Regions from separate parts of the Mus musculus genome. Here all the other regions are linked to region 1. A link is a contact called in public Hi-C and HiChIP or PLAC-seq data. All regions are on one chromosome and are shown on one strand. The core of a region is the stretch at or near the end of the contact, and the rest is flanking DNA. Distances in the headings are between cores, read along the strand shown. Region 1 holds the start of Ebf1 (early B cell factor 1). Region 2 has its middle 46 kb from the start of Gm22284. Region 3 has its middle 88 kb from the start of Gm22284. Region 4 has its middle 120 kb from the start of Gm22284. Region 5 holds the start of Ttc1 (tetratricopeptide repeat domain 1). Region 6 has its middle 170 kb from the start of Gm22284. Region 7 has its middle 200 kb from the start of Gm22284.

Evidence for each region. Hi-C and Micro-C count contacts between places; a contact is called where the count stands out from the background. HiChIP or PLAC-seq counts read pairs in DNA pulled down with a chosen protein or histone mark.
Region 2: an H3K4me3 HiChIP or PLAC-seq map of embryonic limb bud shows a contact between it and region 1, with 6 times the contacts expected there. The contact joins the enhancer-like site here to the promoter of Ebf1 in region 1. A contact is called at or near these places in 2 of 39 promoter capture datasets (embryonic stem cells and hippocampal neurons), 5 of 115 datasets of contacts at active chromatin or transcription factors (the 230-238 cell line, embryonic limb bud, neural tube and 2 more) and 1 of 9 other capture datasets (embryonic stem cells).
Region 3: an H3K4me3 HiChIP or PLAC-seq map of embryonic limb bud shows a contact between it and region 1, with 17 times the contacts expected there. The contact joins the enhancer-like site here to the promoter of Ebf1 in region 1. A contact is called at or near these places in 18 of 39 promoter capture datasets (the 3T3-L1 cell line, 3T3-L1-derived adipocytes, the C10 cell line and 10 more), 1 of 15 datasets of contacts at CTCF or cohesin (large pre-B cells), 59 of 484 Hi-C or Micro-C datasets (B cells, the C2C12 cell line, the C3H10T1/2 cell line and 35 more), 20 of 115 datasets of contacts at active chromatin or transcription factors (the 230-238 cell line, the NIH/3T3 cell line, PVALB interneurons and 15 more) and 4 of 9 other capture datasets (embryonic tail, embryonic trunk, liver and 1 more).
Region 4: a contact with region 1 is called in an H3K4me3 HiChIP or PLAC-seq map of embryonic limb bud, with 9 times the contacts expected there. The contact joins the enhancer-like site here to the promoter of Ebf1 in region 1. A contact is called at or near these places in 10 of 39 promoter capture datasets (the C10 cell line, cranial neural crest, embryonic stem cells and 6 more), 3 of 484 Hi-C or Micro-C datasets (embryonic retina, embryonic stem cells and stem cell-derived epiblast-like cells), 12 of 115 datasets of contacts at active chromatin or transcription factors (the 230-238 cell line, craniofacial prominence, embryonic basal ganglia and 8 more) and 1 of 9 other capture datasets (embryonic trunk).
Region 5: a contact with region 1 is called in an H3K4me3 HiChIP or PLAC-seq map of embryonic stem cells, with 8 times the contacts expected there. The contact joins the promoter of Ttc1 here to the promoter of Ebf1 in region 1. A contact is called at or near these places in 5 of 39 promoter capture datasets (embryonic stem cells, hippocampal neurons, liver and 1 more), 3 of 484 Hi-C or Micro-C datasets (all in embryonic stem cells), 3 of 115 datasets of contacts at active chromatin or transcription factors (bone marrow-derived macrophages and embryonic stem cells) and 1 of 9 other capture datasets (embryonic stem cells).
Region 6: a contact with region 1 is called in a Hi-C map of cerebellum, with 2.4 times the contacts expected there. The contact joins the enhancer-like site here to the promoter of Ebf1 in region 1. A contact is called at or near these places in 5 of 39 promoter capture datasets (the C10 cell line, cranial neural crest, hippocampal neurons and 2 more), 1 of 15 datasets of contacts at CTCF or cohesin (the NIH/3T3 cell line), 7 of 484 Hi-C or Micro-C datasets (brain, cerebellar granule neurons, cerebellum and 2 more), 15 of 115 datasets of contacts at active chromatin or transcription factors (the 230-238 cell line, the NIH/3T3 cell line, craniofacial prominence and 11 more) and 3 of 9 other capture datasets (embryonic stem cells, embryonic tail and liver).
Region 7: an H3K4me3 HiChIP or PLAC-seq map of embryonic limb bud shows a contact between it and region 1, with 5 times the contacts expected there. The contact joins the enhancer-like site here to the promoter of Ebf1 in region 1. A contact is called at or near these places in 4 of 39 promoter capture datasets (the C10 cell line, cranial neural crest, hippocampal neurons and 1 more), 2 of 15 datasets of contacts at CTCF or cohesin (large pre-B cells and pro-B cells), 3 of 484 Hi-C or Micro-C datasets (cerebellum, large pre-B cells and pre-B cells), 11 of 115 datasets of contacts at active chromatin or transcription factors (craniofacial prominence, embryonic forebrain, embryonic hindbrain and 7 more) and 2 of 9 other capture datasets (embryonic stem cells and embryonic tail).

The regions. Positions count from the first base shown.
Region 1 is chr11:44,615,739-44,620,121 of GRCm38.p6, reverse strand. Ebf1 (early B cell factor 1) reads right to left here and starts at 2,022. Exons shown (of 16, transcript NM_007897.3): 1 at 1,810-2,022. The coding sequence starts at 1,943.
Region 2 is chr11:45,591,579-45,595,961 of GRCm38.p6, reverse strand. No RefSeq gene overlaps it. Among named protein-coding and RNA genes, the nearest start is that of Gm22284, 46 kb to the left of the region's middle. Within about 2 kb of position 2,446, at least 12 of the 459 cell types and tissues checked have an H3K27ac peak or open chromatin away from gene starts, as enhancers often do. A contact at or near this core is called in embryonic limb bud, where this site is marked.
Region 3 is chr11:45,548,863-45,553,245 of GRCm38.p6, reverse strand. No RefSeq gene overlaps it. Among named protein-coding and RNA genes, the nearest start is that of Gm22284, 88 kb to the left of the region's middle. Within about 2 kb of position 2,580, at least 10 of the 459 cell types and tissues checked have an H3K27ac peak or open chromatin away from gene starts, as enhancers often do. A contact at or near this core is called in embryonic limb bud, where this site is marked.
Region 4 is chr11:45,512,548-45,516,930 of GRCm38.p6, reverse strand. No RefSeq gene overlaps it. Among named protein-coding and RNA genes, the nearest start is that of Gm22284, 120 kb to the left of the region's middle. Within about 2 kb of position 2,555, at least 5 of the 459 cell types and tissues checked have an H3K27ac peak or open chromatin away from gene starts, as enhancers often do. A contact at or near this core is called in embryonic limb bud, where this site is marked.
Region 5 is chr11:43,745,552-43,749,934 of GRCm38.p6, reverse strand. It overlaps Ttc1 (tetratricopeptide repeat domain 1), which reads left to right and starts at 1,927. Exons shown (of 8, transcript NM_133795.2): 1 at 1,927-2,013.
Region 6 is chr11:45,469,855-45,474,237 of GRCm38.p6, reverse strand. No RefSeq gene overlaps it. Among named protein-coding and RNA genes, the nearest start is that of Gm22284, 170 kb to the left of the region's middle. Within about 2 kb of position 1,892, at least 7 of the 459 cell types and tissues checked have an H3K27ac peak or open chromatin away from gene starts, as enhancers often do. A contact at or near this core is called in cerebellum, where this site is marked.
Region 7 is chr11:45,440,139-45,444,521 of GRCm38.p6, reverse strand. No RefSeq gene overlaps it. Among named protein-coding and RNA genes, the nearest start is that of Gm22284, 200 kb to the left of the region's middle. Within about 2 kb of position 2,316, at least 13 of the 459 cell types and tissues checked have an H3K27ac peak or open chromatin away from gene starts, as enhancers often do. A contact at or near this core is called in embryonic limb bud and pro-B cells, where this site is marked.

The DNA.
Region 1 (4,383 bases), core at 773-3,272:
TGAAACGCGCTGCGTGGAGAGGAAACGTGACCGTGGGTGAAATGAGACGGGGTTAAAGAGAAAGTGCGCAATTTACTACTTCGAAGGCCAGGGCGTGGGAATAGGCTCCGACTACGCCTCCAAATCTCGCAAGTAAGTGGGCAGGTGGAAATGCATGAAGGCATGCTAGGTTGTTCGCTGCCTCAGCCACCCTCCAGGAAACTCCCTAGCCTCGGCCAGCTGATGGTACCCGACCTCAGCACGCTAATTTTCTACACAAACGGCAAGCAAGCGGAGAAGGGTCCCTGATTGGGACTCGCGGCTATTAGAAATGATCGATCGCCATGGGAAAGAGAACTGGGGCGTCTTGTTTTACTGTTGTAAGTGACTGTTGTTGTTTGGTTAATTTTTTTTTTAAATAAAAGACCTGTCTTGCCAAAGTTTTGCCATTCTGAGAAATCCTCCTCACACATTCCAGAAACCCAAAGGGCCAAGGCTTCTTGGCTGAGAAGATCCGCGGGGGACTGGAGAATAGGATGCCCGGGGGCACCACAATGACAGCCCAAACTGCCGGACACTATCGGACAACACACACACACACACACACACACACACACACACACACACACACACACACTTTCGCTTCTAGCCTAGTTACCCAATTCACTCTCACTACCAACCACTCCCAACCCTGTGCTCATGGGGATGGAAACAGTATAGGACAGTTGTCCCTAGCCCTTCCCCCCAAAAATGGAAAGATGGAACTACTCCCCATTCCCCTTCTGCACCCTTTATGTCTAATGGAGCCTGGGCCCACAAAGTTTTCCCCGAAGCCCAGGTGGTGGCCAGCAATGAAAAGGGCAAGGTACCATTTCTCACTTGGGACTAGGAGCCCCTGGACAGGGCACTGGGTGTGTCCAGGGAAGTTCCTCAAGTTGGTCTCCAAGAGCATGGCCTCCAAATCACTCAGTGTAGGATCTGGAGAGTGGGAGAGGGACTGGGGAAGGCCAAGGTGACAGTGGATGAGGGTGGCTTTTAGGAGATGTGAAAATTAAAGTTGGAAATCACTATTCTACAGGCAGACTGAGAAAAACTGAAGGCTAAGAAGTGGAGAGAGGAGAGAGTAAAGAACCAGATAGGAGAAATAAGAGGAGACTCCAAGAAGAAAAATGGAGAGAGAGAGAGAGAGAGAGAGAGAGAAACGGGGGAGAGAGCCAGGTGAGGAAAGAGAAGAGAAAAACGAAGAGTGAAACTGAGAAAGAAGGGGGGAAAAGAGTGGAGAAGGACAAGAAAAAATTAAAGAAGGTAGAAAAGGGAAAGGAAAGATAGGGGGAAAGGAAAGAATTAAAGAAGGTAGAAAATAGAAAGGAAGAAAGGGGGAGAGAAGAAAATTAAGTAGGAAAAAAGAAAAGAGGGAAGAAGAAAAAGGAAAGAACTGAAGCGAAATAAAGGGGAAAGGAAGCGAAGAGAAGGAGAGGAAAAGGGAAAAATATAACCACACAGAAAAGAAAACAAGCGGTCAGAAAAGCGCAGCTATCCAACACCGAGCTGCAGAGACGCCTCTTCTGGGTTAAAACAAAACGAAAACACTCGCAGATGGGGCTGCGGAAAGTGCCGGCAAAGCTTGGGCTCGGCTCCCTCCAGCAGCTCGCTGATCTCTGGCCACCCGGCGACGAGTGCTGCGCAGCCGAGGAGCGCGGAGCTCGGGCGGCGAGCGCAGCGCAGCGGCAGACGCACTCGCGTGGCCAGGCCCCGGGTAGCCGCGCCGCCGTCTCCGGGCTCTCCCGCTAGCCGGTGGCCTCTCCTCCACGGTCCCCCAGCGGTACCCACCTCTGCGCCGCTGTGTTGGCGTCCAGCACCCCGGCGCCCTGCATCCACGTCCGCACCGCGTTCATGCCGCTGCCCAGCGGCTCTTCCTTCATACTGCTTCCACTCCGTTGGATGCTTTCCTGGATCCCAAACATGAAAACAACCTTTTCTTGTGGAAAAATCTCCTCCCCTTTGAAAATATTTGAAAAAAAAAAAAAGGAAAAAAAAAAAAAAACGCCAACCACAGATTTTTTTTTTTTTTTTTGAGTCGATGAGACTCGCGCTACATCAAGGCGGGCTGAAAAGCAAAATTTTTAAAAATGTAAACCTTCGCTCAAAACTGAGCGATAACAAGGAGGGGGGCGAGGGGAAAAAAAAAGAAAGGGAAAATCCAACGAAAAGACCAAAATTAAGAAAAAACAGAGATATATGCCTGGCTGTTGGGGGTTGTTTGGTTGGTTGGTTTTGAGTTTGGGTGCTTTTTTTTTCCTTTTTTTTTTTTTTTTTTTTTTTTTTTTTTGCTTTTTTTTTTTTTTTTGCCTTTTTTTTTTTCTTTTTGTAGTAATCACAGGCCGTTGGAGAACAGGAGGGGCTGGAGTTTCCTTTTGTAGCGGTACCTTCACTTGAAGAAGCAGGAAGAAAAAAAACCACCCTGATGACAATTTAAGAAACAATAGATACGACTCTCGAAGCCGGCTTGGCTACTTGAAGTGTCATTTTCCACAACCAGGCAAGTTTTTTTCTCTCTCTTTTTTCCTCCTCCTCTCTCAACCAAAGATGTTTCTTTCCTTTCCGTGCGTGTAGATGAGGACGCTGGTTGCTGTAGACAGATACACCGGAGGGGGGGGGGGGAAGGGGAGAGAGAGGGAAAGAGGAAGGGGGGAGGGAAAGAGATAGAAAAAGAGAGGAGAGGGAGAAAGAGAGGGGTGGACCCTGCTGGATGGAGATTCTGTTTTCTCCTTGCTAAAATAGAAGTGATTTGCAGGCTCTCCCTGTGGAATCCAGTTTGACTCTCCCCAGAGCTAAACACAGGCACACTAACCCCAAAGGGAAGGAGGCGGGGCCCTCGCAGCCTAGACACGCCCCTTCTTTGCATAACGTCATCCTTCCGCCTTATCACAGCCAATCGCAGCTCCCGAGCTGGCTTGTTCACAGAGCCTGGCCACACTCCCTCATTAACATCCTTCTCCTTGTGGCGCAGGGGAGCCGCCAAAGTTCCCGGCAAAGTGGCGAGCAAGGGATCTCTGAGCTCTAGCGTCTAAACTGGAAGGAGCGTGGCCTTAGAGAGCGAGAGAGGGGGCAGAGGGAAGGAGATGGAGGTATCCTGAGTCGAAGGGGTATGCACCATGGCAGTTCTTAAGCATCCCTTCCGAGCCCTGAGCGCGACGGAGGCGTACTGACTGCGTTCTCTTTGGGCAGACGCCTAGTCCCTTGCTTGCCTGTCCTGGGACTTCGGGGGCAAACGTGGAGGAAAAAAGGACTGACCAGGCAGAAAAGGCAGGATGCCCATCCCAGGTGTCCAGCTCTTCACTCTGAAACAAGGGTGGCGGGATGAACTTTATGTGCGCGAGATCGAGACTTGAGGGCACTCGGAAGACATTATCTCCGTGTCAGGAGAGGTAGAGAAACCTAAAGCCCCAACCAATACGACTTTAGTAGACCGCAAGGGAATGGGCATTCTAGACTCAGTCTTCAGCAGGCTTCTGAAATGCCTCTAACTCTGGTGCTAACCCAGACACGAATGCTGTTGGGCGCGGTTTTCACTCGGTCACTACTCTCCAGAAGTCCCTAAGAGTGAATGAGTCTCTGGGGCTATGCAGCCTGCGACTCTAAATATCTTCAGATCCTCAGTCCCTTCTCCTGCTCCGCAAAGTAGCTTTATTTTTCTTTAACAACTGCAGCAAGGGTGTTGCCTTCTCTGATTAGTTGGTTATTTGGCACACAAAGTTCTTTCTGTTAAAGGGGAAGGGGGCTTGAACCAACTTCCATCACAGCCATAGGGAGAGAGACTGGGATGTAGAGAAGAGAGATGAGAGGTTGGGAGGGAAACGGGGAGAAGAGGAAGTGGATAAGGTGGAAGAATGTAAGGGGAGGAAGGAAGACAGGAAGAAACGGAGGGAGAAGAGGGTAACTTGTCTCCCATCTCAGGCCTATTGACCTTTGTGTTATGGCTAAGGAGGAAATGAGTGGAGGTTTATGGGTAATATGCCTACCCCATCATTTAAAAAAAATGGTTGCAGCGTTTAATAAGCTCGTGGTAAATGTATCATTACTCTTAGAGGACATCCTGGATGCAGCCAAGGCTGCCAAGGACTCCTTGGGGGGAAATTCTTTGCCTGAAATCCAGATTCCCTTTTCTGCTGGTCTTCCTTGGCCCTTTGATTTATAAAATGTATTGCAGTCAGTGACGGGAAGGAACACACATCCCTGTTGAATGGAACAATTGAGGCCAGCAAGCATTCTGGTTGCTGGGTCTGTCCAGGGAGGAAAGTGGAGCCCCTTTGTGATGAAAGAGTGGGTGGGTGTATTCCAAGACTACAGGTTGACTGCATGGCCACTATCTTCAGACATAACTTTATCTACTATAGCTCCCAG
Region 2 (4,383 bases), core at 1,197-3,696, 980 kb before region 1:
AATTTGAAAGGAACAAAGGCTAGAGCCTCAAAGCATATAGTTGATGTGTGGGTAGGGCAGAGGCATGGGCTCCATAGAGCCAGGGAGCCTGATGTTCAGGTAAAACTCAGGCAAAAGTTAAAGTAAAAATAAGAGAACAGAGAGAAACAGACATAAACGTCACACACACACACACACACACACACACACACACTCATACAGATAAGGCTGCACATCTGTGTGATTTGTTTTGCTTTATGAAGTATTTTCATTTGCTGTAGAGCGAAGGAGCCATGAGCAGACAGCTGGGTAAATACCAATCTGGCAGACTGAAGAGAAAGCCGTAGCTTTTAGGAACTAGGAGACACACAGATACAAAGCAGAAGTGAAGAAGGCAGAGGACCAGATGGAAAACACCGGCATCAGCGAAGTTGGCTTTAACTAGATGTGCTTGTGCTAAGCCTCTGTTTCCTCATAGGCTGAACGGGGCTGTCTGCCTCAGCACCTTGTGCTGCGGTTATACAACAGAGGGAACACAGGATGTTTGCTGTAACTTCATCTCTGTCACTGTGATAAATGCTGTGATGAATGAAAGGGCCTGGATTTCTAGGTCAAAGGCCATTGTTGGAGTAAATTATGTCAGGAACTCAAAGTCTATTCCATACCGTACCACTTCTAACCAGGGAGCTCACTCAACCACCTTGGAAGTACAGGAGAAACCGTGGAATTCTGCTTGCTGGCTTACTCACTGGCTTTCTTATAAACCGGTTGTTCAGGACCACCTGCCTGAGGATGGGTGCTGCCCACAGTGGGCTAGGTACGCATATGAATTAAAAACAATGATGACACCTCACAGGGATGTCTAGAGGCCACTCTGACCTAGATAATCTATCAACTGAGACACCCTTCGGAGGTGACTATAGGTTGTGTCAAGTTGACAGTCAGTACTAACTAGGACAAGGTTTGAGCTGAGTGTGTGCAGCGTTGAACTGGTTACTGGGGATTAAGGACTAAGGAGAGAGACCTGGAGATGGATTCCAAGAACAGCGGAGAGAAAATGGGAGGGAGGTGAACAAGAGAACTGTCCTAGTTGATATCTGGGCTCTTGTGTTGTAATTAGCAGAGACAAACGGAGAACTCGCTGTCCCATGCATATCAGCTACACTCCCTAATTAGTGGACCTAGTAAGAGACCCTCTGCTTCCCAAGACTATGCCTGGTACAGCCTACATCTCTCTGGCCTTCACCTTGTGCCAGCACATTCCCAATGCAAGACATCATGACCTTGGTGTGAGATCCCAGGCCTCTGCAGAGGACTAAGCGGCAACCCCCTGTCCCTGGGGTTTGGAGAGGAAACCCCAGCAGTTTTCTGAAGACATGACAGTTTGAGTTGGAGATGCTACTGAGTGGCCAAAGCTCTGTATGCATCGAGGCACTGTCTGTGAGAAGTTCCTTTGGAGAATAAGGGATTATTTATAGTTCTAGGTCTCTAGACTTCTGGAAAGTCTTCCCTGCTCTTTAGTCAGGTCCAGTGCTCTTGAGCTGTGTTCTCCAGCATGGCTCCTTTATCTAATTCCTTGAGATCAGATCCTCTCTTCCTCTTCTCTCCCCCCTCCCTCCCTTCTTGTCTCTCTATTCCACATTAGTATTTGGTTCAGATAAACACCTTTTGGCTAGTTCTGAAGAGTGCCCCCTTGGCTTCCACTGCTCCCTGTGTGGACCTCCCAGCTTCCCCGGAAACCTTCCCACCCCCTTCATTTTGGTGGGTTGATGGAGCTCAGCAACTTGGCCTGACTCATGTAATAAGTCCCCCAGTTTTCAGGCGTGAGAGTTGAACGAACTACTGCATTTTGGAGGTCTGATCACCCTAAGTGGGGGAGGGAACTGCGGCGGGGTGGTGCAGGCTGGTGAACAGGGTCTGATGCCTAGGGCTCAATTGGCCCTGGCTGAGGAAAATATTCCAGAGACTTCTTCCCCACTGCATTTTTTTTTTTCTGGAATTCTCACAACCACCAAACTAAACTGTAACTAAACCTTCTTTGAGGCCTCATTTGTGAGGAAAACAAGATAGATGATTAAAGCACTGAAAATTGGAGAATCTGGCAATTTGTTCATTTTACCATCTACAGAATTAGGTGCCAAGTAAGTTTCATATCTGCGACTCCAGATTCACCAGATTCTGTTCTGAGGGACCAGCAAGGGACTTGGTATCCACACAGCTTTGTGTGTGTTTGTGTGTGTGTGTGTGTGTGTGTGTGTGTGTGTGTGTGTGTGTGTGTGTGTGTCTGTGTGTGCATTCAGAATTGCGGAGTCCGATCCGATGTTTATTTGTATCCAGGATCTGTTAATTTATAGGCGGCCAAAGGATTGTGAGGCCCTAATTTCCCCCTCGGTTTCTAGTGCTCAGTCTTACAGACAGCTGTGTGGTGAGTATAAGATGTCTCACTCGTGAGTCTCATTAGGAATCGCAGTTTTCACATGTGCCTAGCCTTTCCACTGACATTTGGCAGTGTCTGTCTCCTGCAGCATGGAGCCATCCTGTTCTCTTCTGGTCACCATTGCTAATGGGGCTTGGCCTCAAACCCCAGTGTGGCCTTCCCACCTGTTCCCTGGTTTTCCTGCCCCATTTGCGGTTCTCATAAACATGGTAAGCAATTAGGCTGTTCAGTTGTGGCACATGGTAGCGTAAAATTATGGAATTTAGGATTTTAATGAGTTCAGGTGCCATACAAAAGAACTGCCTGCAATCCTACCCCCACCCCTCGTCCATAAAATTATATGACTTTAGAATTAGGGCTTTATGCACCCTGGTCTAAACCATTTTATTTAAAGGAAAAAAATTAGCCAAGCTGGGACGGGGGAAGACAATTATATGCAGATTTGTACATAAATCAGGCACCACAGCAGCTGTGTAGCACATGTTAGTGACCCCGAGTTTGTTTCTGTGACTTAAAAGGTAAACAGAAACCTGCTTCCACAGAGGGAAATCTGTTCCCAGCGAGGAGCTGACCCTGTTCTTTAAACAAGGCTCACGTGTAGAAGCCTGCTGTGCCCTGCTGCTGTGTGTTGGAGTTTGCTGGGGAGACTTGCTTCAAGAAGAGACCAAGGATGTGGTTCTCTCAAGGTGGAAGGGAGGGAGTCTGCAACAGACTTCAGGCATGAGGTTTGCACCTGACATTCTAGGGGCCAATTAGCTTGGTCATGGGAGCAGGTACCTTTTTTTTTTTTGCATACATTCCAGGTAGGAAAAGGTCTTTATTTAACCCTGGAGATAAATAATATAGAAAGAGATGCAATCCATTATGAAAGAGAGGTCTTGAGTCTCGTATGCTTTTGAAGACTGAAGACATGTGTGTCTTCAGTGCTCCGAAGCCTTGTGCTTGCCCTAGGTGTGGGTGAAGAGAAGGGCAAATGAGGTGGGGGTGGGGCATCCATCTGTTTCAGAATCTCTGAAAGGCTGATTACTCTCACCCTGGCCCAGGGCCAACAGCAGCTCATTGCAGGGTCCAGCTGTTAACTTGGTCCAGGTGTCCCTTGGGGGCCCAAATGTACTGTAATATATATCGTAGCTGGCCTTTTGTAGGAATGAGAATCCTTGCCTGCTTTAAATATTAAATAAATAAAAAAATCTTGTAGAAACAATGGGTGTGGCTGTGTGGTAGTTTGGAAGTCGATGGCTTTACTAACCAGGTCTCATGCTGACAGCAACTGTCATGGTTACCCCTCCTTTCATCATTCTCTCCTACCTCCTTTCTCTGTCCTGTGTATCTATGTATGTGTGTGTACATTTGTGTGCATTTCTACATGGAGACCATGGACAGCCTCAGGTGGTGTTCTTCAGGCACTGTTTACTTTGTTTACTGAGATACAGTCTCAGTCTCTCTCTCTCTCTCTCTCTCTCTCTCTCTCTCTCTCTGTCCCTCAGGCTTGTCAAATACTCTAGAATGTCTGGTTAGTGAGCCCAGGAGGTCTGCTTGTCTCTGCTTCTTTGGCCCTGGGATTAAAAGTGCGTGCTGCTGTGACCAGATTAAGATGTTTTTTCTCGCAGCCTAGTTTCAGGGGATCAGACGTGGGTCTTGCTCAGCAAGTACTTTGCTGCCCAGTCAACCCCAGCCTCCTAGTGGATCATTTTAAAGCGTGCGGTCTAATGGCATTTAGAGCATCCATACTTTGTGGATCTATCACCACTGGCTGTGCCTGATGCTCTAGGACTGTTTCACCATCTCAACTTAAAGCCACACCCATTAAACCATGCCCTGCTTTATTCTGCCAGCCCTGGGAATCCACACTCTGCTTCCTGTCACTAAAGTATAAATGACTCTCCCTCATATAAATGGGAGTCAGTTCAGCATCTGGTTTGGCTTCCTTATTTTGCTTATTTTATTATGTCTTCAAGGCTCATCCA
Region 3 (4,383 bases), core at 1,331-3,830, 930 kb before region 1:
CCCCCAGAGTCCCCCTTCCTGTCAGTTCCTCCTCGCCCATCCCTGGAGTCCCTCTTTGCAATTTGTTTGACTCTCTGTAGCCTGTACTGCAGGGACAGCAGAAGCCTGAAGTCAGATGTAGGGTCAAGCACCCTGAAGAGTAGCTAGCAATAGCAAAGTGTACTTTAATAACTTTTAGCTCTCGGGTGGCTCTGGGAAGCAAGCTTAAGATTCCCAGTGCCATTTCTCCCAGGCTTCCTTGCCTGAGGGAAGACCTGACTGATGACTTTGAATATCTATCAACAAATAATAAATAATAATAATAACCCATCTGCCTCAGGGTTGTTGGAGCCAGGGAGGCTGGGGTTGCTGGGGCGTTCTCACTTCTTAATTTAACCTCAAAGTCAATTTCAGGCTGGAACCATAGCATCTCTGTATGCAGAGAACCCTTCTTGCAACATCCTTATGGCTGTTATTATCCAGGGTTGGGACCTATCCAGGCTGTTGTTAGCACCTGAGATCTGTGTCTATGTACACCCCAGATTCTCATCCCTGGATTCTTGATTTTTTTTTAGACACTGTTTATGTTCTCAAATGCCCTGCTGTGCCTCCCTTTCTCTCCACTTTACTGCTTAGAGACCTAGGTGGGATAAACAAGCTCCCAGATGTGGGAGCGTACTCACTTCAGGACGATATGCCTCCCGAAATGATCATGACCTTGGCCTTGGGAGTCAGAGCCCTTGGGTTTGAATTGAACTTTCTTTCTCCATATATGCGTGCATGTGTGCAATGTGCATGTGTGTACAAATCCCCAATCGCATTACCTCTCCGAAGATCAGGGTTTCATTCGTGGAGAGAGAAGAATGTTAGCAGTGGTCTTATACTAGGTAACATTCATTTAGTGCTTATGATGTTCCAGGCAGGGTTCTAAGTGCTTTCCCTGCGTTGTCTCCTTGAATCCTCACAACTACCCCCAGAGATGAGCTAGAATTGTCTTTGGCTTATAGATAATGTATATCATAGCAGAGGTACACATGTGCTGGTATGACCATCACTAAAGCACTGTGCCCAGTCCAGCCCAAGCCCTGCTCCAGACTGTCTGGACACAGTTAATGTGGGCATTCTTCCTTGCAGGCTGAGAGACTGTCAGGAGTGGCATTTTCTTCTAAGATATTTTTTGTATGTGTATGTGTGTAGTCATATAGGCATGTGTATGCATGTGTATGGAGGCCAGGGGTCAATCTTGAATACTGTTCCTCAGGTTCTACCCGCCTCTGATTTTTGAGACAGGGTTTCTTATTAACCTAGAACTTACGAATTAGGCTATGTCGGCTGGCTGTAGGTGATTATTCTAATATGATCCAAAGATGCACCATTATTTTCCTATGTAACCTCTCTTACAGACCAGCCCAGTACCCAAGAGAAATGGCTGGCATTGGCCTGTCTCAAATGTCAGCTCATTGACAAGAGGGGCTGTATATGCTAATGTGCCTTAGAGTGTTCGGCACATTGAAAAGCTTCATCTCCAAGTCCAGGGAGTTTTAAAGATCATGGATGTGGTGAATAGACCTCTGTGCGAGGCACCTGGCTGCCCAGACCTTCCCTTTCCCTTCTATGTAACATGAGGTCTACACCTTGCAATTTCCTCTTAAGCTGCCAACCCTGGGTTAAGGAAAGTTCTATGACACCATCGCCTCAGGATTCCTTCATTTATTGGCTATTTCCTTATGTATACCTTGCAGGAAGAGGAGAGACAGTTAGGATATTAAACAATCTTACCCAGTTTGTCTGGGGCTACTGTTGCCTGGGGCTGGCAGAACCATGCAAAGTGGCTGGAAGATGACATTTCTCTTCCACTCACAGCCAGTGACCAACAGGGGAGCACTGTTGCTTTCACAGAAGCTGGGATGTTTACCATTTCCACAGACTGCTTTCCCACCTGATGGCTGGTAGAGTGTCTGCTAGTGATGGGTGACTGAGATAGGATTCAAAGGCCTGGTGCTGTCATCTCACTTTATGTAGGATTCATATTTAGCAACTGGCTGTGAAAGGGACAGCAAGAGTGACTGAAACCAATTGTGAACCTGTGATCAGCCTTTTACAGTCTCCCTCATGAAGGAGGTTTGCTGGTGCCAGGCGCAACATGGCTAGAACCCCCACTGTGGCCAGCACAATCCCGTAGGACTCCTGGAAAATGATTTAACTGTCTTCACTCCTAATCCAATTTAATGATGCTGTTTTTTTTTTGATAGCATCACCTATTTATTTGCTGGGCAGGAGAAAAAAACATCACGCCCCTCCAGGTGCACCGCAAAGCAGGGCTACTGGAAGCAACCACTCACCGGCTGTCCGGCCGCCATCCCGCTTGCGTCTTTCATGTGAGCTTTTGGCCCCAGACGTGCCGGAGTGTTTGAAAGGGCAGGGGCTGGGGTGGTGGTGGTGAGGCTGGCAGTCCTGTAAATTCCAAGCGGGCCAGCTGGGGTGGGAGCATGGTGGGGAGGGAACATTATCTGGTGTGATTCTTTGTTTCCAAGGCACTGCCTCCTATGTCTCAGCTCCCTAGGATCACCAAGCTGTAAACAGCACACCTTACAAATCAGCATACCCCTGACGTGGCTGGAACGTTCATTACAGCTGTAAAGGTAGCCCAGCAAGAGAGGTTGCTATTCTGCAGCCCGATTTTCCATCGCCATAACCCAATTAACTGGTGCGTGTGTTTGTTTTACAAAGCTCCAAGCTACCATAAACCATCCAGATACGTGGGCTGCAGAAAGCTTCGTAATTAGGACAAGGTGTACAAATTAAGCTACTCTTTTTAAACTTCAAACCAGCTAACTTCTGACATACTGTACTGCTGGGGCTTCTGGGACTGAACCCAATTAACATCTTAGTATTTTATAAGCATCGTTTTAATTGCGTTTGTATGCAATCTTCTCTCCAAGTGCCTTTCAAGGTGCGAGTAGTCCTTGTTCAGCTTTTATTACTTGGGTGATTTAAATCTCCTCTCTTCGAGGTTCCCGTTAATAATGATTGCTGCTACTTCAAATGCTGGTCCCACATAAAACTCGTCTCTCCGAAGAATTATGCTCTAAAACAGTTACATTTAACTTTATTATTACATTTTTAATTTTTTCTCTGTTTGAACATTGTGCCCTTAAACATTTTATCAACCTGTCAGCTCTTGGAATGACTAGAAAGTGAGGTTCCCTTTAGGGCCGGAGACGAATGCCTTTCATTCTTGTTTGCCCTCTGCTCAATAAAGATGCCCGCTGTCCCTGGGGGTGATGCTGGGAAGGGGGGGGAACTTGAATAATGACTTATGCGGGTTTTAGTTTCCTTGTAGGTTTTTAGAGCATCTGGGGCTAAGATTGGGTATTTCTCACTTGTTCAATATATACATCTACGCACATGTACATACACATACACATGTATACATACACTTTTCCTAATGCAAGAATCAAGATGAGTAATGTTTAATACAACATTTAGAAGATAAGGAAAGTTAGTGATGGTGTCTACTTGTGCTCTTAGTACTTGAAGGTAAGGATGGGGGTTAGCTCTCCGAGGCCAGCCTGGGCAACAGAGTGAGGCTGTATCTCAAAGAGAACAAGTAACTAAAGAGAGAGATTGTAAACCTGCGATCTAGCTTTTATGGCCTCCCTCATGCCAGACATGAAATGGCCTAAACCCTCACTACAAGATGTTCTGGAACTCCCCTGACCCCAAGCGAGTGACTTCCTTGCTTTGCAGCCTGTCTGCTCTGGGCCCTGCCCTCATTTGAAGAGTAAAGCACACTTTAAAAGGGATTAAAACACTCCAAGAATTCCTGTCTGAAATATTTCCCCCAGCAAACAAGAGATGCAGAGAGGAGTCCCTGGTGATGCTAATATTTCTTCTTCGGCACAGGCTTCACCATTTGCAGCCAGGAAGTTATGCCACTGAAGCCAGAGCCAATGGCTATGCCTAATTTTATGAGCACAATCAAATGGCAAACTATTCCTCCATAATCATGCACCACAAAGCAAGGGCTTCCATGATTGTCCCCCTTCTGCCTGTTAATAAGGGAGCTAGGGAAAACATGACTCCTCATGTTGGACTCAATTAGAGCTCCTGTGATCCAGATAGAAACATATAAGGTTGAGCAGGCAGCGAGAGCATCTTGAAATACTGTAAACCCTTTGGCTTGATTGAGTGTCTTGTCAAACAAAACTGGCAGCCTCTCTCCCAGAGCTGCCTGAATCTATGCAGATATGATTTCTATCATGCCTTTATGATGTGGAGTCTGTAATGAGGATGAACGCATATAAATCACCTCTGGGTGGCAGTTAGGATGCCATACCCAAAGGGGAAAGACATTTCTGATTTCACATGCCTGGCGATTTCAGATATTATATAGCAGGTCTT
Region 4 (4,383 bases), core at 1,306-3,805, 900 kb before region 1:
AGAAAAGGTATTTTCTTATTAATACTTTGAGAGTTTTATGCATTGTGTTTTGATTGTATTCACCCCCTTCCTATCTATTTCCAGATCTACTCCTTATTCCATATCCGCCCACCTTATGCCCTAATTCATTTATTACTGCTGCTTGTCTGCTCTTGGATGTGTGGCCATCTGCTGGAGTTTGTCAGACTTACTAGGAGTCATAATGAAAACTAACTTTCCCTTTCCCAGATGCTATACCAATAGCTCCCTAGTTAGGGGTGGGACTTTGGGCCTACCGTCCCCCTCTATGCTGGGATTTTGTTTGGCTTGAGCTTCTGCAGATCTTGCGTGCGCTGTTCCAATGGCTGTGAGTTTGTCTGTGCACCGGTCCTGCTGTGTCCAGTAAAGCACGGTTTCCTTGTAGTTATCCACTACCTCTGGCTCTCACAGTCTTTCTGCCCCCTCCTTCACATCGATCCCTGTGCTTTGGGAGGAAGGGATGTGATGCAGATGTTCCATTTAGGGATGAGCACTCTAGAGTGACGTATTCTCTGCTGATGGACAAATGCTGGTATGGATGTGGCAAAGAGGAACACTTACTGCTGGTGGAAGGGCAAACTGGTGCAGCCACCATGGAAATCAGTGTGCTGTTCTTCAAAACACTACACATAAATCAATTACATGATCCAGCTGTATACGCGTGAATACAAACCCCAAAGAATGTACATCCTACTACAGGGATACTTACTCAACTCTGCTCTTGCCATTCTGTTCACAACAGGCAGGGTGTCTATCAGCTGATGAATGTATGGTGAGAATGTGGTCTATTTATGCAATTATTATCCCGCTATTATAAAAATGAAATTATGAAAATTTCAGGGAAATGGATGGAGCTGGAAACAATCATATTGAGTGAAATAACTCAGACCCAGAAAGGCAGATGTTGCATCTTTTCTCATATTTGAGGATGTTAGCTTGAACACTCAGATGTATATATTTTTAAGACTCACAATTATATCCATCTTCTGTAACCCTTTCTTTTTAGAGTCCTCCAATGACTGGCCGGTGACTGACACTAATGACCTATTTAGAAGCCTGTCTTTGGGGATAAGGGTGCCACTTCTTTCCTTCAGACCAGAAAAAAAAAGACAATTTCAACCTGATTCTCACTTTTTAAATTATTTTGATGAAAGTCTCGGGCTGTTTATAGACAAAGAAAATAAACAGATGAACCCAAATGAAACTTTTAAATTGTGCCAAGTTTCACTTGGAAAGCGTTGCCTTCCATAACAGCTTTCTAGAATGAAAAGAAAAAGAATTCCTAAAGAGCTCATGAGGCAAATGGCTCTCAGATTAACATATTTTATTAATTACCTATTATGGGACTCCAAAGCTAAATAATCATAAAAACAACGAAAAGGAGTAAATACAGTTCCTGGTGACTGATAGACTTTTATGAAAGACATCATCAGCAAAATCAATTATATGCATTATTATAATGAAAGGTACAGTTAGTACTTTAAAAAATAATTAGGTTATTGGCTAAGAGGAAACTAACCCCCTTCCATTACCCCAGAGCAAGCCCCGGAGGCTTCACTCAAAGGCTTTTAGTATAGAAGTCATTGGTTTTATTGGCCAGGCAAATTAGTGACTCCATTAGCTTCACCAGTGGGGAACCCTGCTATTCTGAAATCACCAGGTGCTTTTGATCTGGTTGTTCATTTTCTCGAGTGGGAAAAATATAGGCTTGGGATAAATGCATCAAAATGTTCCCAAAACATTTGCCTGGGTATAACACATGGCGAGGGGCAGGGATGGAGGGAACGAGAGGGAGAGTGGATCATGAGAGTTGAACTGTGTATAAGGTTTGCTGCATGCATACACCTGCCCAGTGTATGTGAATGTGTTCCCTGGATTCCAAGAACTCCATCTTCCAACCTCTGTCCAGACCTCAACTTGCCTATCCTGCTTTGTATGTAAAAATATTCCATCTAAACTCATAGCAAAGCTACTTCCAAAGTGCTAATAAATAATATATGCAAGGCTTTTCTTTTCTTATCAATATAAGGAAATGTGGAGTGTGAGGCTGGCGAAACTTGCATTAGACAATGTAATGAAGCAGGAATTAGAACAGCGTAGTTCCTCTGGCCATTATAAATGAGGACGGCAGCTACCTGGAGAATGGGAAAACTGATGAGTACAGTCTGTTGGGGGAGAGCAGGAGGAAAATTTCCCCCAGGAACACATTTCAAATTACTTATTTATGAACTGATGAACTGGGGGACCACCTATGGAGACATCCATGTAAGCAGTCTGCCGCAGACAGCTACAGAGCTCCAGCTAATTGTGCGGCTGTTTTCTGTTACAACTCCTGCTATCCAGCTGGGTTTTGGAGGCAGGAAATTTAGGCTCTGACTAGAAGTAACGCTTTTTCTTTTTCTTGTCCACACAAATATATATGTGCATGTTCGACTCCTTGGGCCAGAGCCTGGGAAAAGCTGGTCTGGTTGAACTAGTAGGTGCTGGCCTGGGGAGTAGATTTGCCCTTCATGCCTCAGGGTGTTCTGGAGGTGGATGGCATTCTGAGCTCTCTCATGAGCTCTCAAAAGGCTGAGAGCTGTACTTGAGATGAATCAGACAGGCAAATGGGAAGCCCGGGTGCTATTGGAAGACAGGATATTCATTGCTTAACAACTGAGTTTCTTAGGGTCTCTCTGTCTCTCTCTCTGCCTCTGTCTCTGTCTCTGTCTCTGTCTCTGTCTCTGTGTGTGTGTCTCTCTCTCTAGCCCAGGGGCTTGCAAAGCTAGGGAACTGCTGGGAACTCTAACACTATACCACTGCTCTGCCACTCAGGAATGTCTTTTTATTACTTCCCTTCTAGTGATGAACTAACAATGGCTAAGCAAAGGAAAACAAATTTGTACATGTTGTTTCTGTAAGTGGAAGAAGTTCAAAAGTTAGCCTATGCTTCAGCGATAGCTGCAAGCTTCTCAGTAGAGAGGGCACTCCCTCAAAGTGAGCCCAAATTTTATTCACCATTTAATTTCCAGCACCCCAAAATAAATGTAAGAATGGATCTCTGATAGGTCTTTGCTGGGTTGAGTCATTTTGCCCCCTAAATTTGCAAAGCTTGTGAGCTCTTTAGAGAGCTCCATTCCTCAGCAGGCATGTGCTACTAACACCTGGTAACTTTGTGTGTGAGACAGCTCTCATACCATCCTAGCCCATGATCATTGTTTTCAGTCCTTGGGGCCTGATGAGGCAGGGTTCTGTGTCATTGTCTCCATCAGACAAAGGCACTGATGCCCAGAGAGGTTGTAAAGCCAATGGTTTTTTAACTGGGAGAATTATTGCCCACTCTTTCCCAAGGGATGAGTGCCAAAGTCAGAAGTACTATTGACATAGAAATAGAGGCTAGAGCTGCTACCAAACATTCCTCCGTTTGTAGGCCATCTTCCCATGATACAATACTTGGGCCAAAATGTCAGTACTGTCTAGATTGTCTAATCTGGATTAAGTGCTTGCCCAGGCTATTAGGAGGATTAAAACTCTCTTGTCAGGGGTTTGTATGCTTGTTCTCCACCAGACAGCTCTCCCTTGCCTTACCTGCTTGCATAGTTTATAGTTTTCTGTAAGCACACAGATGATCATGTGAGTTGTAAGACTAGAAGTGGTGGGGTAACCCGAGGGCACCTCTGATTTGGATTGCTGTTCAAAGTATATTCAATCTCACCTTGATAGCTATGCCAGATGACTACATTTTCCTTCATGGCAATAGTGCCCCAGAAAGCTGTAGTTGGAGACAGCTGATTTGGTGGGAAAATAAGAACACTAGGGAGTTTGAGATTCTAAGTTGGCATAATAGTTCCTGAAGTGTCACTTATGGAAAACTACCCTCCCATCATAGTTTGTGACTTACGCCAATGGGTAGAGAGTTGTTTGTGAGAACTACATGGGAAAATTGCCATGCAAACCTCTTAACGAAGATGACAAGCTTCACATCATGTGAGAGACCCTTTATTATATCACCAACCACATTGTGATGACAATGACACCTAGCACTTTTGTCATTTCCCCTTTACAATAGTACCATGAAGAAAGTGGGACTAAATACTATAGGGTACCACTTGGCACAATAAAGCAGAAATTTCTGGTTTCTTTGGACACTCAGGTAATAATGGGGTAGACAGGTAAAAGAATGTTTTGCTGAAGCAGACACAGGTGAAAGGATGTTCTGCTATAGAAAACACATGAAAGGATGTATGATACGTAGAAAGAATATAAATATAACCCCACAGAGAGTGGACCTTGAGTATTGATTCGCTTTGCTTTGATTTGTTCTGCCTCACTAGTCTTTGCTGATGACATGTGTGTATTGGTTCATCTTACATTGCTTTGCTGAGC
Region 5 (4,383 bases), core at 678-3,177, 870 kb after region 1:
AGGCACGCAGATTTCTGAGTTCGAGGTCAGCCTGGCCTGCAGAGTGAGTTCCAGGACAGCCAGGGCTATACAGAGAAACCCTGTTTGACAAAAAAAAACAAAACAAACAAACAAACAAACAATAAAGGATGTGGTATACGTGGTATACTTTTTCAATGCTTTTATCACGGTAAATATTTACTCAAAATTTTAAGAAAAACTCCTGCTATTAGTTCATCTTTTCAAGTGAACCAAATTACATAAACAACTATGGAAAATAACACCAGAATCGTATACTTTTCATTTCTTTTGTTGAGTATTAGTATTTATCAGGAAAGGGAGAGATAGAGAGAGGTGGATAAAGGTGTGTGAATGACATATAGGTGTGGATGAGAAGACAACATTCAGGGGCTAGTTCTCTCCTTCTACCACATGTTCCTGGAGATCAGACTCTGGTCAGCAAGCTTGCTGGCAAGTGCCTTATTGTCACACTAAGTCATCTCTCATCTCCCTAGCCCCTCACAATCTCACAACCTTATTTGTCAGAAAATTACGAGTCAGAAATATGGCTCATGCTTCACTGGGTATGAGTATGTCTTGTTTTGTTTTGTTTTTCGAGACAGGGTTTCTCTGTTTAGCCCTGGCTGTCCTGGAACTCACTTTGTAGACCAGTCTGGCCTCGAACTCAGAAATCCCCCTGCCTCTGCCTCCCAAGTGCTGGGATTAAAGGCGTGCGCCACCACAGCCCAGCGGTATGGGTATGTCTTATGTTTCATTTCAGTGTTAAATCTTTTTTTTTTTTAATAATTCTGTATAGCTCCGGCTGTCCTCGAACTCACTCTTTAGACAAGGCTGGCCTCAACTCAGAAATCTGCCTGCCTCTGCCTCCCATGTGCTGGGATTAAAGGCAAGTGACACCACTGCCTAGCTTCTGTGTTAATTCTTAAAGTATCTACATTTAAAAACAAATAAATCAAAGGAACAGTATTTCTGTCTATGAAATTTTGTATAACTCTATGGAATTTTTTTAACTTTACTGTTATCTAATTAACTCTTCTGGTGTGCATGAGTGTTTGTTTACATGTATGCCTGTTTACCATGTGTGTGCCTGGTGGCCATGAAGTTCAGAAGAGGATCTTAAATGCCCTGGAACTGGAGTTAAAGTTGTGGTAAGCTGCTATGTGAGTACTGGGGATTGAACCCTGGTCCTCTGAAAGTGCAGTCATTGCTCTCAATTGCTAAGTCATGCTTCCTAGCCCCTTGTGGGAATTCATGACTGAGCCTAGGAGAGACTTAACCAGTCTTGATGAAAGGCTACTTTCCTTTCCGATGTCTTTTTAATTTTCTCCATCTTTGCTATCCTGTCACAAGAAGAATGGCATTGTTTCAATTTTTTGCAAATCTCTGATTTAATACAGGACAGGTGAAGGCCTGGAGGTCTAGCTCACAAATAGACGGACTTGCCTAACAGCTAGAATAATTCACCCCTTTTTGTATTCCTTCTGTTGCACTATATCAGAAGACAACCTCTGGAAAGCGCTGTACAGTCATGAGAAAATGAGTGGAAAAAGTGTGTAATATTTACTGTTTTGAAAACTGTTACTCTCCTAACAGAGCTCTTGAAAGGCACTTTGGAAACTACTGGAAAGAAATGTTTATTTAGGGACGAAGGATGTTTTCGGGTTCTTATGCACATTCCTAACATGAGGGACGCCAGAATAAAGACGTTTTTAAAGCCACAAGTAGTCGCGTTTGAAAAATTACTTTGTGCTAATTGGCAGGATTTGACATAACTCAAGATGACAGCTGAGGCTCATAGTACTGAGCCGTACAGTGACGTCACACAGCTACTTCCGCTCACTCTCTTCGAGTTGGCCACTACATTTCCCAGAATGCTTTGCCAGCAATGGCGCCATTGGCCAGCGCGGCCGGAAGTGCACCTGACTCAGGAGGAAGTAGAAGGACTCGGAGGCAGGAGCGGTGGAGAGAGGAGCTGGGAGGTTGTGAAGCCCATCGTGGGTCTCGCGGCGTTCGGTGAGGACTGTGGCCTGGGACAGGCGCGGGGTCGCGCGGGGAGGGGCTTTTCTAACCTTGACTCATAGCCGGGAGGGACGCGACACTCGAGTAAAAGCGAAGCCTGCGAGTCCTGACCCTCCCTTTTAACTTTTCCTTTTAACAGGCTAGGACGAATTCGGACTTTAACGCGACACTGGGTCATTGGCGTGGTTTTGCTGCGACCAGAGGGGTGGCAGGCACCGCAGAGGTTCTGACTCAGCTTCTAGAGCAGCAGTGGTTAATAGGATGAACGTAAAATCATCAGAGTCACTTTAAAAAAACAGAGATGCTCTGACCTGACTGCAGACCAATATTGTCAGGATCTGGGCAGCAGGGTTGCGCAGCGAGAGTTGAGAACCGGCTCTTCCAAGGCTGAGTTCTGAGTCCCTGGAGGATGCCTGTGAAAACATCTGCGCAAAGGCTCCCCTTCCAGAATTAGCTACCTAAGCTATACCGCTTGCATTTGCTTACGATGATAAGCACGATTTGGGCACAGATGCCATCTTGGGCTCCATAAGAAACTTATTCTTCGGCTCCCGGTGGCGATAGTGTCCCATTCGGACTTCATTGTTTCCTGTTGACAACTTGGTCATTTATTCTGAACAAAGATTAGAACTCTTTCTTTCTTTCTTTCTTTCTTTCTTTCTTTTTTTTTCCCCTGCAGCTGTTTTGGATTCTGTCTAATTTGTGCCATCCAGCAAGCTGCCGGACGTGGAAAAGTCACATTAAAATCAGTCTTTTCATTTAGGGTATGGATCGAGGGTGTGGTTCAGTTGTTTAAATGGCTTACATGTACCACAAAGTCTGAGATTCGGTCTCCAACACCAGTGGGAAGTGGGGATGTTAGTCTTGGTATAAGTCTGATACCATATTTGATCAGCAAGACTATCAGTTAAAATGATAATTGGCATTGAGTGTGAGTTTATTATACTCTAGTTTGGGGCTGGGGAGGGGCCTAATACAGGGTCTCATAGCCCAGGCTAGCCTCACATTTGCTGTGTAACCAAGGATGGCCTTGAACTTCTGATCTTTCTAACTACATCTCCCCAATGATGAGACTGCAGGAATGGGCCACCACAATTGGTGATATCCTGTTTTTAAAATGACTTCCTTGGACAGGCATGATCCATACTCCTTTAATCCAGCAATGGGGAGACAGAGGAGGGTGGATCTCTGAGATCAAGGCCAGCCTGATGAACAAAACAAGTTCCAGAACAGCCAGGGTCACACAGAGAAACCCTGTCTCAAAAAACAAAAACAAACAAACAAAAAAAAACAAGCCGGGCATGGTGGTGCACTCCTTTAATCTCAGCACTCAGGAGGCAGAGGCAGGCAGATTTCTGAGTTCGAGGCCAGCCTGGTCTACAAAGTGAGTTCCAGGATAGCCAGGGCTACACAGAGAAACCCTGTCTAGAAAACAAAACAAAACAAAAAAACCAATAATACTTATAAAACAAATAAATAAAAATAATGACTCCCCAGTCAAAGAAAGTCAAGCTGTGTTTGGCGGGGTTATATGTAGAAGTTTGTTTAGGTGTGAAAGACAGAAGGGTTTTTTTTTTCCATATTTTTTTTATTGGGTATTTATTTCATTTATTTCCAATGCTATCCCAAAAGTCCTCCACACGCTCCCCCACCCACTCCCCTACCCACCCACTCCCACTTCTTAGCCCTGGCGTTCCCCTGTACTGAGGCATATAAAGTTTGCACGACCAATGGGGCTCTCTTTCCACTGATGGCCGCCTAGGCCATCTTCTGATTCATATGCAGCTGGAGACAAGAGCTCCAGGGTACTGGTTAGTTCATATTGTTGTACCACCTATAGGATTGCAGATCCCTTCAGCTCCTTGAGTACTTTCTCTAGCTCCTCCATTGGGGGCCCTGTGATCCATCCAATAGCTGACTGTGAGCATCCACTTCTGTGTTTGCCAGGCCCTGGCATAGTCTCACAAGAGAGCCATATCTGGGTCCTTTCAGCAAAATCTTGCTAGTGTATGCAATGGTGTCAGCGTTTGGAAGCTGATTATGAGATGGATCCCCGGATATGGCAGTTTCTAGATGGTCCATCTTTTCGTCTCAGTTCCAAACTTTGTCTCTGTAACTCCTTCCATGGGTGTTTTGTTCCCAATTCTAAGAAGGGGCAAAGTGTCCACACTTTGGTCTTCGTTCTTCTTGAGTTTCATGCGTTTAGCAAATTGTATCTTATATCTTGGGTATTCTAAATTTCGGGGCTAATATCCGACAGAAGGGATTTAAGACTGTATACAGCCGGGCACTAGTGGCTCACACCTTTAATCCCAGCACTTGGGAGGCAGAGGCCAGCCTGGTCTACAGAGTGAGTTCCAGGAC
Region 6 (4,383 bases), core at 643-3,142, 850 kb before region 1:
AAGGAGGAAATCATTTATGGGGGTGCAGAGGCAATAGGTGTCTAGTACTGTCTCCAAGACAGGGGATGAGACCTGTTTCCATGTCACTACTGTGCTATGACAATGTGATCGATGTACATCGTCATGTGATTGTGAAAGGACCATTTTTAGCTGGTCAATCTTCACCCTTTTGGTCTTAAGATTCTTCTAGTTGGTTAAAAAAAAAACCCACTTAAAATTTTTTTATTCAAACTCTTCATACAATATATTTTGATCATATTCTTTCTCCTGGATCACTGCACATACAACTTCATGTTCTTTTCTTTTCTCTCTTTAAAAAGAAAAAAAAAACCCACAAAAAAGGAAAATCAAACCAAAACCAACCAAACAAAAAACCAACCCCCCTAGAAACCCCCCAAAACCCAATAAGACAAAAACAAAACAAAACAAAACAAACAGACAGACAAACAAACAAAAAATCCAACCCAACCCAACTCAAACCAAATCAAAAGCATACAAAAATAATGGAGTCTGTTTTGTATTGGCCAACTACTTGTGGGGCTGGGGCCTGCCCTTTGTGGTTGATATATCAAGCATCACTTCATTAGAGAAAACTGATATTTTTCCTTTCTCAGCAGGTATCAGTTACAAATAGATTCTTGGTCAGAGGTGGGAGTTTGTGTCCACTTCCTCTTTTCCATTCTGGGACTTTTGGAAAGGATCACCTTTTAAGATCTCACATCCTTTTCCTGGTTACCTTGTTATAGAGTCCATGTCCACAGTAAATGCACACATCCCACATAAGCTGTGTGTCTGCTGAGCTCCGCCTTCCTTCATAGGCTTCTTCTTATTCTAACTACACTGACTCTATCCTAGATTCTCAAGTTCTATAGATGATGTAGGTCAAATCTTGTTTATCCATTGTACAACATGACATGGATAGACATATTTCAAAAACTGAAGAAAATCGATACGTTGATAATTGATCACAGGAAGGAAGAAGAGCTTAGTTCATAGGGTGATTGTCTAGTGTGCAGGAAGACCTGTGATTCCATCTCTAGCATTGGATAAATAAGCACTCATGGTTGAGATCCCAGTACCTGAGGAATAGTCAAGAAGATTGGAAGTTCAAGGTTATGCTCAGATACAGAATGAATTTGAAGACAGCCTGGGTTATAGGATATTCTGTTTAGGAAGAAAGAGAGAGAGAGAGAGAGAGAGAGAGAGAGAGAGAGAGAGAGAGAGAGAGAGAGAGAGAGAGGAGGGAGGGAGGGAGAGGAGAGGAGAGAAAAGGAAAGGGAGGAAGCAAGGAAGGAAGGCAGGCAGGCAGGTGGGCAAAATTTTAGGGACACATAGAATTACAGCAAGAAGCTCAGGGTATTTGACAGAGGAACATTTATTTTCATGGTGCATGGGTGACTTGGGGTAATCTGCAGATTAGAAATGGCTTCTACCCTAAGGTGGGAAAGAAGAGAAGAGTGAAACCAAGGGAGTGTAAAGCAGCATTTTGCCTTCTTTACACTAGTGTGGAGATCACTGTCTCTTGCTCGTTGTTAGCATGCCAAGGTTTGATGTATAGATGGGGGTTTGTTTGGTCTGAAATTGTTTAAGAGAGCCAGCTTCGAAGTGCAGGTGAGGCTAGCTCAGTTTCCCTTACCAGACAGAGCAAGGGCTGCTGGTGACATGCACTTTTGGAGAGAGATCAGCCTAGGGTTTCTTCTCAGCAGCTTGTGGAGGACAGCATGGGGCTAGAGGGGAAACGTGGGGTGGGGGGCACCCCTGCAGGTGGTGCCGAGAACTTTGTCTCCTCCACCAGGCTGTTACAGCAATTTTTGGCTGAGCCTGTGGCTTGAGCTGCCCATTTTGGATTTGGCTGGTGACTCCTCTGGGCAGGCTTTGTGTCTCTGCCTGTTTGTGTTCGAATGCGACACATGGGCTCAGCAGTCAGCCAGGTGCCAACCATGTAATCCGATGCCATATGTTCCCAAGTCAGGAGAGGAGAGAACAGATTGTTTGTGTGTGTGTGTGTGTGTGTGTGTGTGTGTGTGTGTGTGTGTGTGACTTTGGAAGTAGGTCAATTACATTCATCTACATTTTTCTATTCTAGGGGGTCACAGGTGCAAAATGATTTGTGACCTATTTAGAGGGTCACTTATGGTCAAAATGACTAAATATGAACTTCTATCTATGTGATTGTACACAGAGCATATTCCTAGAATACTCTTTTTATCCACAGCTAAAAAAAAAAAAAGATGTTCCAGAAAATGTTACTCACTGGCAATACTTTAAAAATGAATTTAGAGGGTTGTTCTGAGAGGAAATGGGTGCCACTCATTTTATCAATGTCTTCCTCTGTCCAGATGTTGGTTTGTGCAATTTAACACATAGGATGGATGGAGCCAGCTGTGTCATTTCAGGGCTGCGTTTTGCTCTTCTAGTTCAGAAACAAAATTCAAGTTTTTGCCTACAAAGTAGAAACTATTTGACTCGAGGCATTTATGCAATGGGAGTGGATGACAGTCCTTCAGATGGTTGGTGGGGCCTGAGAGTTTGCTCAGAGCTGAGGCATCCCGAGATATTTGTAATCTACATCTTAGTTCCTTGGCGGCTCTATCTGAACTCTTATTATCTGTTGCACAGTTAGGCTGTCCGACGAGCTCTGGACCTTGCTAGCTTCCATCAGTTCTTCCTCTTTACCCCATGGTTGCCTCTGGAAGCTGACCAGCATGGGTTCCAGGCATACACCACAGCTCCCTATGCTCTGGTGTTCTCTTGAGTTTGGCTAGTAAGGATCCTAGCTAAAGAGTTTGGGAGGATAACAGAAGGGAAGTGAACTTGAACTAGATTAGACAGTTTGGGGCATAAATCCATCCCCTGAAGCCATCAAGCTATTCTCTCCTGGAAAGCTGCTATGCAGCTCTGATTCTCGAAATCTTATTGGCACAGTAAAGATGGTTCTGCCTGCTTCTTGAGTAACAATGAGGAGAGTTAGATAACACATACAAACTACTTGTCGGTATTATACAGTGTAGAAGCACATCTCTTTTGTCCTCTGTGTCATCACTCTGATGGGGGGCTCTGGTGCCTCTGTAATCTATTCTCTACTGGGGTAGGTATCTGGACACTTCCATCATCTTAGCTTACTGGAGGTTCGCTGACTGTAATGGGCTCTGTATCATGGCTACTTTTGTATTTTTCTTTGTAAGAGTATGCTTTTCCTTCAAGAAGAACAGTGGGGACATGCCCAGGCTTCCAATAATTTCTCTAACTTAAAAAAAAATTGATTCTTTCAGTTTTCAGAAAAAAATTGACTTTTTGTCAAATGCCTTCTATCTATCTATCAATAAAATGTGATTTCATTCTTTAGTGTATTGCATGGGAAATTACATGCATAGATTTCCTGGTGTTGTTGACTTGACCGTGTGTATATGGAGTGTTGTTTTTGTTAGCTATTTGGTTTCTTCGAGGATATCCACTTTCTGTGTGTTTACAGATGAGATTAATGTCTAGATTATGATGCAGTCTTTAGCAGATGCAGACACTCGGATGTGGGTGTGTGAAAAGGAGCTAGGGAAAGTCGCACCTCTTAATCTCTGTGACAACCAAGCTAACTTCTAGATAACTTCATATTGCTGATGGACTACCTATTCTTTTGTTTGTTTGCTGGCTTTGATACCCTGTTCTCTCTTTTTTAGGAAACTGGTATGTTGAGATTTTTTTTTTTATTACTTAAGTCAGTTTGATGACTTTTATTCTCTAGAAGTTATGTACTCATATTTGAAAGTTTGCTGTGCAGGATTACCAATTTGGTGTTTTTTAACAAATCTGTTGGTATTCAATTTTACTGGTACTTTTACATTTGTCATTTTTTTCTTTATGCATTTGTAATTTTTCCTGTTTTATTTCTTGATTAGGTAAGCTATTTAGTTTGCCTTGTTGAATTTTTGAAAATCCATCTTTTTTTTGACTTGTTTATTAGTCCTGTAGTTAGCTTGTGAGAATAATACTGACTTTTATGAACTTTTGTGTAACTGGTATTTTATATATTTTCATTGATTTACTTTTAAAAGTATATAATTATAACATACACAAACTATAGCAGTTGTGTATTTACTGTTCTTAGTAGCTATATGTATTCATGATTTTTACATGTTTGCTGGAATATTTATAAAAGATTAAAGAAAAAAATTAAAAACTAACAGCCACTTCTTATTGTTGACTTCAAAGGTGATGCGTGAGTGTTTAAATAGTTCACAGGATTCTTTGTTTGTTTGTTTGTTTGTATGTTTTTCAAGACAGGGTTTCTCTGTGTAGCCCTGGCTGTCCTGGAACTCACTTTGTAGACCAGGCTCGCCTCGAACTCAGAAATCTGCCTGCCTCTGCCTCCCAAGTGCTAGGATTAAA
Region 7 (4,383 bases), core at 1,067-3,566, 820 kb before region 1:
GACAGTCTGGTCTGCCGTGCCTTAGATATTTATTATCTGGCCCCTTACAGAGAATGTTTGCTGATCCCTAGCCTGACGTAATTGTGGTAATCTCATTTCCCTTGTGAATGACTGGTTTGAGAATGAGCATAAAACCATAATCCTGGGAAATGGAGAATCAGAAGTCTGATGGGGCTTCTGGGAAAGGTTTCTAGGCTTCTGAAGAAAGCATAGCAGAGACAGACAGTTTCTTCACTCTTTGTTGTTGCTACTGCCGGGTGAGAGAGTTGGTGCTGTAGCGGCCCACTTGTGGCTAGAGTCTCTAGCTTAAAGATAAGAGCAGCTAAGGATGACAATGGAGAGGTGATGGGAACTGGTCTCTTCTTCACGTGGATGCTGAACCCGCAACTGAGCCCCAAGACCTACTCTGCCTTTGTGAATCAAGTTGTATTTGGCCATATATTTGCTTAATATTTAAGTAATTGGGGGGGGGGGCTAAAGTTTCTATTCTTTGGTGTTAAAGCCTCCTAAATAGGACCCTGTGATGCATGAGCCGTTACACCTGGTGTTGAGAGTACAGTAGAGGCATAAGAAGCTAAAATAGCATCCCCATTTTCTTCTCAGTCTATTTGGGAGTGTAATCTCTAAAACTGGTACAAGGAATGTTTGTCTGTCTTGGATAGTCAGGGTAGACTTTGCAGAGGTACTCATTTTTAATCTGAAAAACTGGAGAGCAATTTGGATTCGATGAGACCCAGTTCACAGGAGAACCAATCAACATTTCCAGGCAAAGAGAAGACTCTATAAAGGGGCAAAGGACAGTTGAAACAGGATGGTGTTTGCTGGAGTGGTTGCTGAAGAGAGGCTGCTGTTACCGATGCTGTTGAAGAGGGAGGGTTACTTGGATCGCTCCTCAGATGGACTTTTGTAACAATTGTGATTAGTAGCTGTGGAGAAAAAAAAAACTGTCTGAAAACCAGTGGTCGGGCTGGAGAGGTCCGCCAAAGGTTAAGAACACTTACTGCTCTTGCAGAGGACACAGGTTTAGTGTCCCTCACATGAGGTAGCTCACAATCACCTATAACTCAGGTTCCTGGGAATCTAATGTCCTCTTTTAGCCTCTGCAGCACGTGCACACATGTGGCATATAAAACTCTGTCTCCCTCTTTAAAACACGCACACATGCACTCACGCACTCGCGCGCATTCACACACACACACACACACACACACACACACACACACACACCTTTATAAAACAATGACAACACTAAGGAATTGGTGTTAGTAGTCAGTGTCATTCATTGACTTCTTGCTAGGTTAAGTTTGTATGTGTAGAATCTCACTCAATTTCATCATTGTTTAGTGAGAAGCTCATAAAGTGAGAACTTATTATTATTATTATTATTTTTTACCAAAGCTATATTTAACCAAGGCAGAATCGGGTATAAGGGCCCATCCAATTTCACATAGTAAGTATAGAAGGGGGGCACATCTTTGGGCATTTTAATTCCACACCAGTCTGCTGGGGGCATAGACAAACCCCCTAAGCCCTTTGGCATAGAATGTGCTGGACCTCATATATTGGGTATCTAGCAGCGTCTGTGACTCTTGCTCATCAAGTACAATGGCTTTCAGGAGCTACAACACAATTGCATTTCAGAGGGTCTTGTTTTCTATTTCTTAAAGAAGCTACACATATTAAAAGCAAATATGGTGATTTTATGCGTTAACTAAGTGTTGTAGTTTGAACTTAGCCATACCAATTGGGCACTTTTGGCAACACAGTTTGTACAATAAGCCAAGCACTTACAATTTATGTAATCATTTATAATTTAAAATACATGCCAACACAGATTTTACCTCATTGAGGGGTGGGGCCTTATGAGGCTCCCCCTCCACATGAGGAAATGTTGATGGGCCCAGTTGAAGGCTTTCTTTTAAGGCCGTGCATATGCAGCCTAATGTTCTGTGAGGGTATAATACATATTAACTATGTTAACTGCACCCCACATATACATGCCCTAAAATGCAAGGATGGATCCAGAGATGAATAAAGGAGAAAATATTCAGGGAAATTCCAGTTCCCCCCAGTTTATAAAAGGAAACATTTGAAGAACAAGGAGAAAAGGGAATACTTGCGACTTGCGATTCAGAGGTAAGGGCAAAGAACTGGATCCTATGAAAAGCAGAACAAAGACAGAGCTGTCAAATGTCAGCTTGTCAAAGGCAATTAAGAGTAGTTTCAAACAAGTGAGGCTGATAGGAAAGTGAGCAGAGGAGGGAGACTCTCTGGGGCCACAGGGGAAGAAAGTAACACGGGTAGGGGTAGGCTGGGAGGCGGTACCAAACCTAGCAAAATCTCCACGGCTGGTTCTAAACAGCATGGCCTGAGTTCTCAAACAGAGCAGGGACCAAGTGGGGGGAAGGACCAGACATTCTGGTCATTCATGTAGAACCTCAATGACACACCCAGATAGTCGGCATTCAAGTCTCGGCCACTGAACCACGCAGGGCAGTGAACTGGCTCTTAGATACGTTCTTTGCCTTGTCTGTTACATGGATCTCAGCAGAGCTCCTGATCCTTGCAGAACTGAAGGAACGATGGAGTGAAGTCATGCAAACCAATGTTTCACATTGCTCCACACACACAGCAAACTGTTCATCAGTAAATATCAGTGATGTTGACAGCACCACTGTCTGGACAAGAGATGCTAATCAGTCTTCCATTCTCTGTCTGGAGTCTTCCTCACTGGGTGGACCACAATGCTTGCTTAGGATGGGCCTTTGAAACTGCCTGTGAAATGAACGAATAGCTCTTTTCCCTAGAATTATCATTATCATTATTATTTTGGTTCAACCACTTTTGCAGTTGATTTGCACGTCCTCCTGCAAGGGAGTATACAGTGGTGAGAATTTTAATGCATGAGTGGTTTGGACAACAGCCCCAAATGTCTTATTTTTACTACATATTATTATAGCACTACATTCATGGTTAGGGGTCAGCTGCCATTTCCTGAGCTTTATAACATGCCTGTTTTAATTAACATCAAGCTAAATTTTGGCAAACAGGTGGTCAGCCCAGATGTGAATGTTATTTTTAAAAGTGCCTTATGGCTGTTAAATCTCTCCTTTTTTTTTTTTTAAAAAAAAAGCAAAACCTATATGAGTGTGGGCATGTGGTGGGGGAGGGGACAGCAGTGCAGTAAAATCTGAAATACTGATTATCTCAGGCTTTCCTTAGGCAAGCTTCAATGACGACAAGAGGCTTTCAAAATTATTAAAATATGTGTACATAGGCCATGGACTAATAAATTAAATGAAAGCCAGAATTACAATAAAAACGAGGTGGCCACACACTGGACAGATAAAAGAAAGTATATAGAGGGTTACACATGCTCTGTGTAGCTTAGAAAAATAAGTGGCAGAGTATGAGTGTCAGGCCACAGGAATGCACTGCATGCAGGTTTCTACTCTTAGAGATATGACAATTTGTTTGCATGTGTGTGAACAGTGGTCACACAAAACCCTTCACCCCCTTTCTTACACATGTACATATTTATAAACCCAATCATTATAATATAGGTTTAGATAAAATTAATCTCTTGGGGTCCTATTTTCTTCAAATTCAAGTGTGGGCATGTGTGTGTGTGTGTGTGTGTGTGTGTGTGTGTGTATGTGTGTGTGTGTGTGTGTGTGTATGTGTGTGTGTGTGTGTATGTGTGTATGTGTGTGTGTGTGTGTGTGTGTGTGTGTGTGTGTGTGTGTGTGTGTGTGTGTGGCAGGCTGAGAACAACTTTGGGGAGTTGATTCTCACCTCTGCACCTTGTTTTTGAAGTACTATTTCTCTTGTTATTTTTGCCACTGCACACTCCAGGCTGGCTGGCCTGTGAGCATCCTGGTACTTCTCCTCTCTCAGCCTTGCATCTTCTGTATCCATTTTGGGATGTTGGACATACGCTACCACATGCAGCTCTTTTACAGACATTCCACTGAGGACTTCGGGTTGTCAGGTTTGCCCATTTGCCCACTGAGCCATCTCCCTGGAACTACTCTTATATTTTTAAACTAGACCCTGTGATTCATGGCATCTTTGTTGATACTGCTTTATCCTGGTGTAAGTTTCATGCCAGGGCCATGACTTTGACCTTCTGAATGGTTTATCAAATCCTCATTTCTCTTTGTTATCCCTTCATCTATGTTATGGCTCTCTCAGTCTGGGCCACTGTAGTAGAAACAGCCTGGTGCAGCTACATCTGCTGATGCAGGCCTCTAAATCTGTTATCTATATATCACATACAGCATTATTTATTTAAAATGAAATTTAAGCATATTCTTTCTCTGGATAAACATCTTATGGCATTTAGTCATCCCACTGGATTAAGTTAAAACTCTTAATCATGGC